Regions from separate parts of the Mus musculus genome. Here region 2 is linked to region 1. Evidence: chromatin contacts called from public promoter capture Hi-C data. All regions are on one chromosome and are shown on one strand. The core of a region is the stretch at or near the end of the contact, and the rest is flanking DNA. Distances in the headings are between cores, read along the strand shown.

Region 1 (6,522 bases), core at 2,905-5,404:
GTAACCATTAATTAGAAGAATTATTAAGTACCATAACAAATTTAGAGTAAAAGTACATGTATATACATCCCACCCACTGGAGAAACTATGCACGCAGCTCTCCACTGAGAATGGCTAGTCACGCCTATATTTTTATAAGCATCGATGCATTTATAATACCTAACTGTGACATGCATTATAGATACAGGTAGCTTGGTCCCCTGCATTGATCACACATAGATTTAGGGAGGTCTGAGTCACAAGGGCTCTAGTCCATGGAGAGAATCACGTGACATCATGTGGAAAGCAGCTGGTGGGGCCTCACTGGAGGAAGCAGACCCCTGGGTGGAGGTGGACGTGAGGAATATTTTTCTTCTCTGCCATGAGTTAACCACTCTACTCCACTATGTCAGATGCTTGTCACAGAGTAATTTAGGTAGACACACTCACTTTACGCACGGTTTCTAAGGTAGACACATGAGGCAGGAGCTGGAAAACAACTTGACCATGTTTAAAGAGTACAGAAAGAACACTTTGAGGAAATCAGACCAAGAATCTGTAGCTAAAAAGAGACTGGTAAGAGGTCTGGACTGTGGAGCTGAGGATGGACGACATGCTGAGACCACATGGTCAGAGCTGGACACACACAGGGAAAGGTAAGACAGAACCTGGAACCTTCTCCTTTTTGAACACCACCTTTGAATCAATTAACACTCTTAAAAATTTTTTTTAAATAATACTTTTGATACTAAAAAAAATAACTTTATTATTTTGTTTCTGTTTGTTTTCAGCTCAGGCTAGACTACAGTTCCACCTGCCTCAGCCGCTCAGCCTGTGATTACAAGTGGATTGCTACTGTATCATCTCAATGATAGAAGTATCATACTGCAGGAGGCTGGATGAAAACTAGCCAGCCCCCAGTTAGTGCCTCTGGAAGGAAGAGGGTAATGCATCCATCTCTGCTTCTCACACTTCAGCTTGCCAGGATTTTTAGAAATTATTTTTATGCTTATTTGTGTGTCTGTGTGTGTGTGCACATTCATGTGGTTGCCTATAAAGGTCATAAGGGGGTGTCAGACAGGGATGCTAAGCGCTGAACACTAATCTTATGCAAGAGCAGCAAGTGCTCTTAACCTCTGAGCCATCAGAACGAGGTATGTTTCTACAAATAATCTCTGATCTAAAGGTTCCTTTGTCCTGTAATGGACCTAGAAGAGACCAGAGTGGGACTGGGATGGCATCAAGTGGCCTGATAAAAAAAAGCCTATCCTCAGCTGGGTGGTGGTGGCACACTTTAATCCCAGCAGTCAGGAAGCAGAGGCAGGATGATCTCTGAGTTCAAGGCCAGCCTGGTCTACAGAGTGAGAACCAAGACAATCAGGACTATACAGAGAAACTATGCCTGAAAAAAAGAAAAAGAAGAGAAGAAAGAAAAAAAAAAGAAAGGAAGGAAGGAAGGGAGGGAGGGAGGGAGGGAAGGAGAGAGAGAGAGAGAGAGACAGAGAGAGGGAGGGAGGGAGGGAGGGAGGGAGAGAGAGAGAGAGAGAGAGAGAGAGAGAGAGAGAGAGAGAGAGAGAGAGAGAGAGCGCCCATCCTGTCCTTGGCTACTCTTTCTACTGCTGGGACACTGGTATTGAATCTGAGGCCTCAAAATTCTAGGCTAGTGCTATCCCTCTAAGACACCTTTCCCCTACTCTTTCTGGTTTTGCTACATTATCCAGGCTGGCCTGGAATTCACTCTGAAGGCCAGGAAGAATTTTAACTTGGAATCTGCCTGCTTCAGCCTTCCAAGCAGCTGGGGCAACAAACCCTCTCTACAAGCCCTGACTTGTCCCCCAGGCCACTTGGGAAAGATGGGTGAAGTGGAAAGGAATGCATCTTCAAGCCATAAGAGGGGGAAATTGAACAGTACGAGTTGGTTTTTGTCATTCCTTCAACCACTGACATGGTAGATGCCTTACATTTGAAGTTATAAGTTACAGATTATTTATTGTAGAAAGCCAATACTGTACTGTACACCTTTAGTCCCAGCTCTCTGAAGGCTGGAAGGCAGAGGATGGCAGACCCTCATGCCTAGGAGTTCAAGACCAGCCTGAGGAACATACCAAGATAAAGGAAAACCATCTGAACATATGCAGGAGGGTATATATATATATATATATATATATATATATATATATATATATATATATATATATATATATGCGCTAATGTATATATGCATAGGTGTATATGTAGGGTTTATATGTACATGCTAAAGCTACCCACAAGGGACTCAGGCATCCAGACCGGGGAGTCTGAGGCATCCCAGATAGACAACAGACTTGGAGAGACAAGGGTACGCCCATTCTGTAGCTGACCGCTCCAGGCTCAAGTTTTGGGTCAAAGATGATTGCCGTCTTAGAAGGAAATAAGAAACAAAAGTGAGGATGAAAAGAGAAGAGAATCCTCTCTGGCAAATCCCTTACACCATCCTAGGGAGAGGGGATGCACGCTCTCCTACCCAAGTGAGAAGGATCCAAAGTCACTGTCAGCAACAACAAAAATTTCTGAAGCCAGAATTACAAGTTACTGCTAGTGTCTCCGTAATTCGGGTCAGACAAGTTAAAGAAAAGCGAAGGAAAAACAACCGTTATCTTTCCCAATAGCCTTCTCTGCAAGCCGGTCTAAGGCAGAGAAACCATTCTTACCTGGGGCCTGCACCTGAAAGAAGACCACTAGGCTAGCTGACACAGTACTCGTCTTCTTCCTAGCAAGCCCTGGGCTCCCTGGGAACTCCGCCAGAGGCGACAGGCCAGCAGCACTAAGCAAGATGCCATCGCCTCTGGCCAGCAAACACCAGGGCAATGAATGAAGGGTGCAGACACCCCCTTTGCACTTACCGCTTCTGGTTCATGGAGGCCACCTGCAGCCACTCGTTGGTGATGGGATTGTAGGAGTGTGCGGCAGAGATCTCCTGGCTGGTGATCCTGTAACCACCCACGATGAAGAGGTAGTTGTCCAAAATGGCTGAGCCGTAGCCCCTGACGTTCACCAGGTCGGGGGGCAGGTTGTTGGCCAGGGGGAACCAGCGCTCCGTGGTCTCCTCGTACCTAAGCATGGACGGGGGTTCCCCCTGATACGGGTGCGGGGCAAGGGGTCCCCCGAGGAAGTCCCCCAGGGCCACCAGGACCGGGGTCCCGCGCATGCGGGCCTCCCTCAGCCTCTGCTTCAGGCTGCAGTCCCCGGGGGCCTGCGGCGGCGACAACAGTAGCGGGAATTGCGGCTGACACAGCACCTGGTGGAAGCGCAGCACCATGAAGCGCAGGCAGGCGTCCTGCAGGTCGGGCAGTCCGTACACCTGCGCCAGGCGGTACAGCTCCAGGCAGTTGCCCAGACGCACGTGCGACAGCAGCAAGCGCAGAAGCGCCGTGACCTGCAGAAAGGACGCGGCCTCCACCATCTCGGACAGCACACTAGCCTCGGCCAGCTCGTCCTCGCTCAGGCCCCAGCCCTCGCGCGCGCCGCCCGCGTTGATGAAGTCCAGCACCAGCCGCAGGCCCGGAGCGCTCAGGCCGCGCAGCTGCTGCACCTCCGGGCCCACCTCGGGCCGCACGGCCTCGCGCATGCCGGAGCGGTAGAGCGCGCGGAAGTAGTCGCTCTGTTCGATCAGCTTGCTCTTGCTCACCGGGTAGCAGCGGTCTTCCAGGCGGATCTGCACCATCTCCTCGGCCGACATGGCTGGGCCGCTGCGCCCCGCCGCTCGGCCGCTCAGGCTCCTCCCCCGGGCGCACAGCCTCCGCCGAGCCCGGCCTGCGCTCTCGCTTCCTTCCTTCCGCCGCCGCGGGCCGCGGGCCCCGGGCTCAGCCCCGCCGGTGCGTCACACGCCCTCCGAGTAAACGGCCTCTCTGATCTTTAATCCATGTGTCTATGTGGGTTCCTCCGCTACAATGCAGGTGCCAGGAAGCCAAAGGCGGCAGATCACCCTGCAGCCTGAGGTAAGGGCGGTTGTGAGCTGCCCTACGCGGAAACGGAGCTCCTGTCCTCCGCAGCAGGAGTGTGCACTCTTAACCACTGTGCATTTCTCCAGCACGGTGTTGTTAGGAAACAAACAAACGCGTCGGTTCGCGGTGCTCGCCCCCTACGCACAAGTCACCGTACTTGATCTTCTGGTGTTTCCCGCAGCCCCACAGTCCCTGTGTGAGTTTTCCTGGGCCAGTCAGTACTGCGAGGTTTTAGATCCGCGGGGTGGTTCCAGAGTGGACTAACGGATTACTAGGGCTAAGCAATTTATTAGAAGAGTTATTAACTCCATGGACAAGACAGACAGATAGGAAGGCAGGCAGTGGCATGGTTCAAACCCCAGCACCAAGACAGCAGAGTCTCTGAGCAGCAAAAAGGGCAGGTGGGTGGAGAGGATGCGGAGATGGGGATGCGGAGATGAAGATGCGTCAGAGCTGTCCCCTCTGGGTAGCACTTGCCCGCTCTCATCCCTATCTACCCCACCACCACCATCCCATCATAGCTGTTAGGAAAGAACATTTTCCTATGTTCCCTGGCGGGACGCTTGGTTAGAAGGCTGGATCCCAAAGGCTGTAATGAAGCGATAGTGTCTGCCCTGGTACCCATGGTGCCCTGCCTTGCATTCCCCAGCATTACTGTGTCCGTCGGCTGCTTCACAGAGAGAGGGCTGTCGGCCATTATATTCTGCAGAATACACACAAAGGTAAGGAACTATGAAGTACAGAAAACATTCTAGCAGGATCCGGCCTTCCCATGGGAAAGAGACACAACACATGGACCTGAGGCTTGCTATGCCTTACTTTCTTGGATACTCTGAGAAACTTGGAACACAGCCCCGTGATTGACAGGCCTGCAATCATTCCTGGCAGGCTTCCGTTCCCCATCTGTCACTCTCAGTGTTTGGGGTATGAGGAGGGTTTCAGGTGAGGGGCCAAGGATTTAGTAGATTCTACAGCAAGGCAAAATGCCACAGCTACCATTAGACATCAGGCTGGGGGCTTCTGGGAGGGCTGACTTAAAAAAGGCTGGACCTGGATCTGTCTGCGCCTCCATCAGCAAGGCAGGATTCAGTGAGTCACCAGAAGAACAGGCTCTTAGTCTCTGGCTCTTTAGAATCTTTACCAATGGAAGCTTTTGTTTCCAGACCAACTGGTATTCTCTTGCCTTTTAAAACAAACCAGAAAGCCAACCTTTGAGAATGATTCTCATTAGAGAGGCAATTCAACCCTGGTCACATTACCACAGTGAGGTCAGCTGGACTGCAATCTGAAGTGGTACCTGACAATACTGGGCACCGCTCCTGCAAGATTTTAACCCCTGGCCATACGATGGGGCATCTTAAAAGATCCAATAACTTCAGTAAACCACACAGTGTTCTAAAAAGCTGGGCATAAAGACAAATACATATAAACTTCTTTGTTACAAAGTATTTAAGCTATAGTAGTATCAAGGCTTCATGAACACGTTGTTTAATGTCATCATTGAGTGGATGAAGCTGTCATTGATCATTAAACACTGACAATTGGTGCTCAGGGTCACAGCCCTAAGGGGCTCACTGCTGTTGCTTTGCTAAATGGATATGCTATCAAGTTACCTTCTGAATACTTACGTTCATAGCCACAGATCAGTGCTGCTCTCCATCCGCCTTGGCCCAAGAAGTCTCTGTCTGTAGTGGGCAGACAGCTCATCAAAGTGCTGAGAACAAGGGACTGGGTGTTCAGCCCTAACCGGACTTCTATAGCAACCTCTCCCCACAAGCTCAGGGAACTACTTGGAAGAAGGGGCTAAAAGAGCATAAAGGTGGGAGAGTGGGGAGGATTTGCTGTGGAATGTGTGTCTTTTGTACGGGAAGAGGAGATCACACTGGTGAGCTCTCAGAACTATGGTCTGCACTAGATAGCCAACAAGAAGAATGGTCAACATTCCAGCAAGGTTACCAAAAAAAGAAGAAGAAGAAGAAGAAGAAGAAGAAGAAGAAGAAGAAGAAGAAGAAGAAGAAGAGGAGGAGGAGGAGGAGGAGGAGGAGGAGGAGGAGGAGGAGGAGGAGGAGGAGGAGGAGGAGGAGGAGGAGGAGGAGGAGGAGGAGGAGGAGGAGGAAGAGGAGGAAGAAGAAGAGGAAGAGGAAGAGGAAGAGGAAGAAGAAGAAGAAGAAGAAGAAGAAGAAGAAGAAGAAGAAGAAGAAGAAGAAGAAGAAGAAGAAGAAGAAGAAGAAAGCAAGCCAGCCAGCCAACAGAGGGCCTGAAGCAGGAAGGGGATATTTACTGGAAGTGTTTGGGGGAGGAATTAATTGGTGGAGAGTATGCTCCAGATATATTATGTACATGTGTGAAATTGTCAAAGAGGAGATTAATTCAAAAATATTTTGTGCAAATTAACAAGCACATCCATATCATTAGCATACAAATTTTGTTTTAATACATGGTAAAATTCTATGCATTTCAAAGATTTGTTTAAAATAAAATTCTTTTTTTAAAAAAAATATTTATTTTGTACACAGTTTCTCTCTTCAGACGCACCAGAAGAGGGCGTCAGATTCCATTA
Region 2 (6,522 bases), core at 2,028-4,527, 2.3 Mb before region 1:
ATTTTTACTACCTTAAAATACACTTCTATATAGCTAAAATCCTGTTTACTAGGATTTGTCATTTGCGTTTTCTTTCTTTCTTTTTTCTTTCCTTTTCTTTTTTTTTTTTTTTTTTTTTTTTTTTCCTGAGACAGGGTTTCTCTGTGTAGCCCTGGCTGTCCTGGAACTCATTCTGTAGACCAGGCTCGCCTTGAACTCAGATTAAACTGGGATTAAAGGCATGCACCACCACTGCCCAGCTTTGAGTTATCTTTATGCTAAATGTAAGTCAAAATATGTGTAATAGCAAGTGTCATTTGATAAAAAGAAAAACTCCTTATATTTTTTCTTGCTATATAGAACAAAATTTCTTAAATCTTTTATTTTAAAAAATATAATTGGCATTTGTATTATTTTGTTAAGAACTTTCATCATTCTTATAAAACATTTCCCCCTTTTCCCTTGACTGACAATGAGACTAAAACAGTGGTCACTTTCTACACTCTTCAATTTTCTCAGTCTTTCTCTAACACTAAGCAATATTGACTTCTGAACACTTGATAAAGGTGTAAATTCTTCTAATATAAATTTATTTTATAAAATATTTATTTTTATTTTTATTATGTGCTAAGCTCTGTGTTAAGACTTTGTATTATTTTAAAATAAGCCAGGCACAGGAAACAAACATTTCATTATCTCATTCATATAAGGAATCAGAGATGTAAGTGATAGTTACTAGAAGTGTTGATTGCTTGAAAGAAGAGATATTGATGAAAAGGTCATTATTACAGTTAGATAAGAAGAATAAGTTTAAGAAATTCACTGTGCACCATGATGATTATAATGCCAATATATTTACTCTTTAAAAATACAGAATGAATGTTGAGTTATCACAAAAAAGATAATTATATGAAGCAATATAATGCCCAAAAAGGCATAACATATGTACACTGCAAAACATAATTCTGCACATAATAAATACATACAATTTTATCTATCAACTTTAAATAAATAAAAGGCAAACTCATTATTTTAAGTATTGTTTACTAAAGACAAAAGGCAACTGTATTAAGGTTTAGTGTGTTAAGTACAACAACACATAAATATCCCTGAAAGTGTTGTTTAGCTCAAGAAGAAAGGTCTATTAACAATCATATTTTATATCATCAAATAAGTCCACCTCTTTTATCAAGAAAGTGATGACATAACATTGGTTTGCATTTCTCCACCTTGGCAAAGCACAGTCAATAAATAAAGACATCATGGAAACATCTCTGAGAATTACAATAATCATCTATTTCCTTACTTCCTAAGATTTAGCATCTAAAACATGTCAGTCTAAGACATAATCTAAGACATATTTAGAAAATATAAGTACAGATACCATTAAATCCAGATATGAATATAGCAAGAAAAGCATGAACTAGAATTTATAGCCCGGTATATAAAAATTATATCTCTATCTATTGTTTTCAACTATATCTATTTACATATTTTGGTATTTAAGCATCTAAATAAAATAGCATAATTAAAGGTTTAAATATGTATTATTTATAAGTTAGGTGAGTTGATTAGAATGTCATACTCATGTTTTTTTAACTGTGACAATACAAAACTGGGCCTCCCCTTTCCCTAAAATAAGCTTAGATTATAAGAAAAGTATTTCTATTTATGTATGATATGCCTAACATTTAAAATGTTAGTATGCACCTAAAAATAAAGACTTGTCACACAGAAAATCTGTGTTTATGTATACTAACATTTATACACGACTGCTTGCTATTTCCAGTGTCTTAAATAGTATGTATAATCCTTATGAATATTTGGTTGGACATTTCAGTACATTACCCTTAGAAGAAGGAAATATAAAAATAGGGGGGGAAATGTTATTCACAGAACATTGGTGATATTCTGATTTTATAAATACAGTAATTTCAACCTGAAGGGCCATATTTGATAGGCAAGGCATAGATATCCATATATTTTACATTTCTTTCTCATGTCTCACCATATGGAGATGATTTTGATTTTCCTCAGTCTCAGGGTGCCTTCTATAAGACATAAGCATAGCCCAGCCTTGCACAGAGGTGAAATTAAGGGCAGCAAAACCACCCAGCAAAGTTGTTTTGCTCCTACAGCCCCATGACAAGGACTAAAGCCAACGTCAAACGGGACTGGTGAGTCCTAATAACTAGTTCCTATTTCACCAAGGAGCAATTACTCAGCAGACGACTGAAGTACCAAATTCTACCATCCTGAAATTGTAGGTCCTCAGGCACAAACCTCATCAATTGGATGGATTATGGTCATTGATATCTGGGTTTGAAATAACAGCAGTTTGAGAAGTTTGATTTATGCATTTCAACCCAATTCAATGTTACCTGCCAGCACGGATGCCTGAAGACTTCTTGTGACTCTCCCTCCCCCACATAATAAAGAGCTTCCCATTCCAGCTTATGCATTCATTTCTTGGGTAATTTTTCTATTGGTGAAAACAATGGACTCTTTCAATATTCTCTTATCAACAAAGGGCTCTAAGATGAAGTCCTTCTGGCCATATCCCTTCTGACTTCTTTACAGTGATGACTGGCACTGAGAAATGCCAAACCTGGAGAGGGAAATAGGAGACGGGTTGCTCACCTCTCTGAGCTGCTCCAGCTCTTGTTTGAGGCCGTCATACTCGGCCTCCAGCTCGTCATACTGTTGCTTGAGAGTCAGTTTCTCCTCCAGCACCACCAGCCCATACTCTGCAGCCTGGATCTTCTCATGGGTCGTTTCTGTGAGCTCCTTGGTCAGTCTCTCTATTTCAGTCTTATATTGGTCTACCGTCTTCAGCGCCTCCTCTGCGGCCATAGCGGGGTGGCGGAGATAGACGCAAAGCAGAAGGGAAAAGGAGAAGCAAATAGGAATGAAAATAAAAATGGAAAAGAAAAGTGCCTGATGAATAATAGGTAGAGCGCCCTGAGGCCCGGCCGGCAGCTGCGGCTACACGGCCGGAAGCACTGAGGAGGAATACATGGAATATGGGAGGAATATACCCTGCAGCATGGAGACTGCAAGGTGATGACCGCAGCCGGGATCCTCCGGGCCACGCGCCGGGGCAGTCAGCAGCCAAGCTGCATGGCCAAGGGGCAACTCGCGCAGCAAGAGACTCCGGTTCTGCGGCCTCAGAGGCGCGTGGCCGCCATGTCTCAGGCCGCGTCACTGCGGTCCACCGCCCAATGCTCCGTGGGAGGCTGAGCTCCACCTGCTTGCTGGGCCCTGCGGCAGCCAGTGCACACAGATGCGGACTCCAACTGGTCCTCTTCCTCTCAGCCACTCAGAATGCAGGGAGGTAGGGAAGGGGAGGAGCAAATCCAAAACCCCACCGAGCCTCGCAGCGCAGCACAGCCGACTGCTGAAGAGGGATGAGGGCAGAGGGACCCAGAACTAGCTGAGGAATGATGGGAGACTACGGAGGGCTGAGGAGGGGGAACCGCGCTGAGGCGGAATGAAGGCTGAGGAAAATGGGTGTCTTAAAGAGAAGTGGAGGCTAAGGAGGCTGGGGGATGGAAGAGGACTGCATCTGAGAAGAGATGCTAGACTGAGGAAGCCAGGGCAGCTGAAGAAAGGGCAAGGGTGTTGGAAAGGGTGATTGGTGTCTGAAAGATCAGAACACTAAGAAGGCCTCCAACGGGCTAAGTTTTCTGAGGTGGGAATTCGAAGCCTACTGGAGTGCAGTGAGCCCACAGAAAACAAACAGAGCTAGTGCTTTCAAGAATGCTGCTTTTCCAAAGCTTGATAGATGTACCTTGGGAGTCCTTCCTCCTTTCTCAGACTCTGTCTAATTTGGTCTAGTCCACCTAACACTCTACCAGAGAACTTTGCTGTCCCCCAACCTAAGCCTCTGTGCACTTAGTTCATCATACTACCTTACTGCATAACGTAATTACTGGAGAGATGTGAACAAATATCTATTCACCCCAGTAAGGCTACCACCACAGTCCAACTTGATGAACCAACGGGTTTTATTGAAATAATATTTAAAGGAATATAAGTGAGGGGTTATTTACAGAAACAGAAATGACTCAAAAATATCTACATCACCAAAAGCCCACCCCAGGGGTGACAGATCATAGACACTGGAAAACCTGAACCATACTACACAACTTGAAAGCAGCTCAGTAGGTTGGAGACTGTCTGTTTCACATAGCTCTGGTGATTTGTGTCTCTCCTAGGTAGCTAAGCATGTCTGTCCCAACTCTCGGCCTGCTTTCCTGATTATATATCCTTGGGGAAGGAGTGAATCTCATTAGTTTCATGAATTTACGGAAGCCTTTGAGTTGTTTACTTCCTGGGTTTAAGAGCTTCCTAGAAGGATGGAATGTTTTACTTCTCTTTAGAACATCCTGTATATTGAAATTCTGTTAAGATGAACTGTTCTATCTGGGAGGAAATTGTTGTATAACATCTGCAGGTGCTCAGTAAGTCTCTAGGCCAGTGGTTCTCAACCTGTGGGTAGAAACCCCTTCAGGGCTTGAACAATCCTTTCACAAAGGTCTCATATCAGACATTTACATTACAAGTCATAACAGTAGAAAAAATGCAGTTATCAAGTAGCAACAAAAATAATTTAATGGTTGGGGGTCACCACAATGTGAGGTACTGAATTAAAGGGTCACAGCATTAGGAAGGTTGAAATATCGGGCACTGTATTTCTTCCAGATAGTTCTATATAGGCCTTACTACATGGATTCTTCAGTAAAGGAAATGAGTCTGCAATTTCTCTTAGAAGGTATTTATGATATTCTACTAAGCAAAAAAAAAAAAAATGCACCCTTTAAATAAGAGCAAAGTTCTTGAGATAGTGAGTCATGCATTCTTCAAAGCATGTTAGATACATCATGACAACCCTGATATAGAAACCACTATCTCCCACTTATAGGTGTTGAAAAAGGATTGCATCTCCAAAATCAGTGGCTAACAGTTTCTCTGTGATTGCTGGGTTATTTCTTTTCTTTTTTTTTTTTTTTTTTTATTTATATGTAAGTACACTGTAGCTATCCTCAGATACTCCAGAAGAGGCCATCAGATTTCATTACGGATGGTTGTGAGCCACCATGTGGTTGCTGGGATTTGAACTCAGGACCTTCAGAAGAGCAGTCGGCGCTCTTTAACCACTGAGCCATCCCGCCAGCCCCTGCTGGGTTATTTCTTAGCCATAGACACATCCTTGGCACTTCCCTACTAGAAAGGTACTATATTCTCCAAGGACTCAATGTAACTTTTTGTTTTATTTTTCTTTTTTATCGACATATAATAATTGTACATGTTTATGGGGTACAGTATGATAAAGTTATACATAAGAAATTGCAATTCTCTATCTTGTTTATTTTGTCTGTAAATCTCATCAAAAATTGTTTTTCTTCTCTTTCTGTCTGCAGGAACACATTCTATGAAAAAAATATTCTTTATAGAATCAGTCATTTCCCATCACCCTGTCTTGTCTTCATATGCAACAAAGTACATAACTGTTCCCTAGAGAGGGGTGGAAGCAGTCCTGTATGGTTCAGGGAAGAGACCGAAAATGGGTAGACCTCAGTCCTGAGTCTCCAAGTCAGTTATCACCATCCTCTTTTGACTCTTCTTTAGACTCGGGTGCACTCTGTGGTAGGTCACAATTCATCTGCCAGAATCCTCCTGACTGTACATCCTATATGTATTTGATGGTCACTTTGAATAAGTCACCTCCTAACCAAAAGGCATTAGGAGGATTTGGGCCTATTTTGCAGTCCGCATCACCCTACTTGCATACTTTTTAGTTGGATAGCAGGCTCACCATATCCCCCTTGAGAGCAATGGACATGCTCAGCTATGGTATCATGGAAGGGAAAACTGTTCCAGCGACTCAGATCCAGGCTCACAGTAAATAGTGCTTTGTTCCTGTCTCAGGCAAAGTCTCTTTCCATGTGCTTTTTGAACCACTCCTTCATCTATTCTACTCCTCAAATTCTTCCTGACTGGGTGGCACTTGTCAAAAGAATTTCAACATAATCTCATAATCATCACTGTGATTTTGTCAAAGAGCATCTAGCTGTGTTTCCACACATTTTGGATGCCCTTAAGACTGCTGTTCTGGCCACAAAGCAGATTTAAAAAACAAAAACAAAACAAGACAAAACAAAAAAAAAAAGTTCTTTTTTTTTCTCCTTTTTGTTTTGTTTTTCTGTTTTTTTGTTTGTTTGTTTGTTTTTTAAGACAAGTTTTCTCTGTGTATTCCTAGCTATCCTTGAACTTTCTGTGTAGACCAAGCTGACCTCAAACTCAGAGATCCACCTGCCTCTTCCTCCTGAGTGCTAGAATTTCAGGTGTGTGCCACCAATGCCTACCAAGAAGTTCTTGTATGTTCCCACACATTTCCAAAATTCTTCTATCAGGTTCTGTTTCTGTGCCAGGTCTTTCTCAGCAGTTTTCATTTAAAAACAAAAACAAAACAAACAAAAAGGCACTTTCGTGTCACAATTGGATTTCTATATCTCCATATGTAAATTTGGTTTGTTTTTA

What was found. Promoter capture Hi-C pulls out the DNA fragments that hold promoters and counts their contacts.
Region 2: a promoter capture Hi-C map of hippocampal neurons shows a contact between it and region 1, with 2.8 times the contacts expected there. The contact joins the promoter of Bicd1 here to the promoter of Klhl42 in region 1. A contact is called at or near these places in 1 of 39 promoter capture datasets (hippocampal neurons) and 1 of 115 datasets of contacts at active chromatin or transcription factors (astrocytes).

What each region holds. Positions count from the first base shown.
Region 1 is chr6:147,088,707-147,095,228 of GRCm38.p6, reverse strand. Klhl42 (kelch-like 42) reads right to left here and starts at 4,154. Exons shown (of 3, transcript NM_001081237.1): 1 at 2,862-4,154. The coding sequence starts at 3,697.
Region 2 is chr6:149,405,739-149,412,260 of GRCm38.p6, reverse strand. Bicd1 (BICD cargo adaptor 1) reads right to left here and starts at 3,277. Exons shown (of 9, transcript NM_009753.4): 1 at 2,620-3,277. The coding sequence starts at 2,832. It also overlaps the pseudogene Gm15783.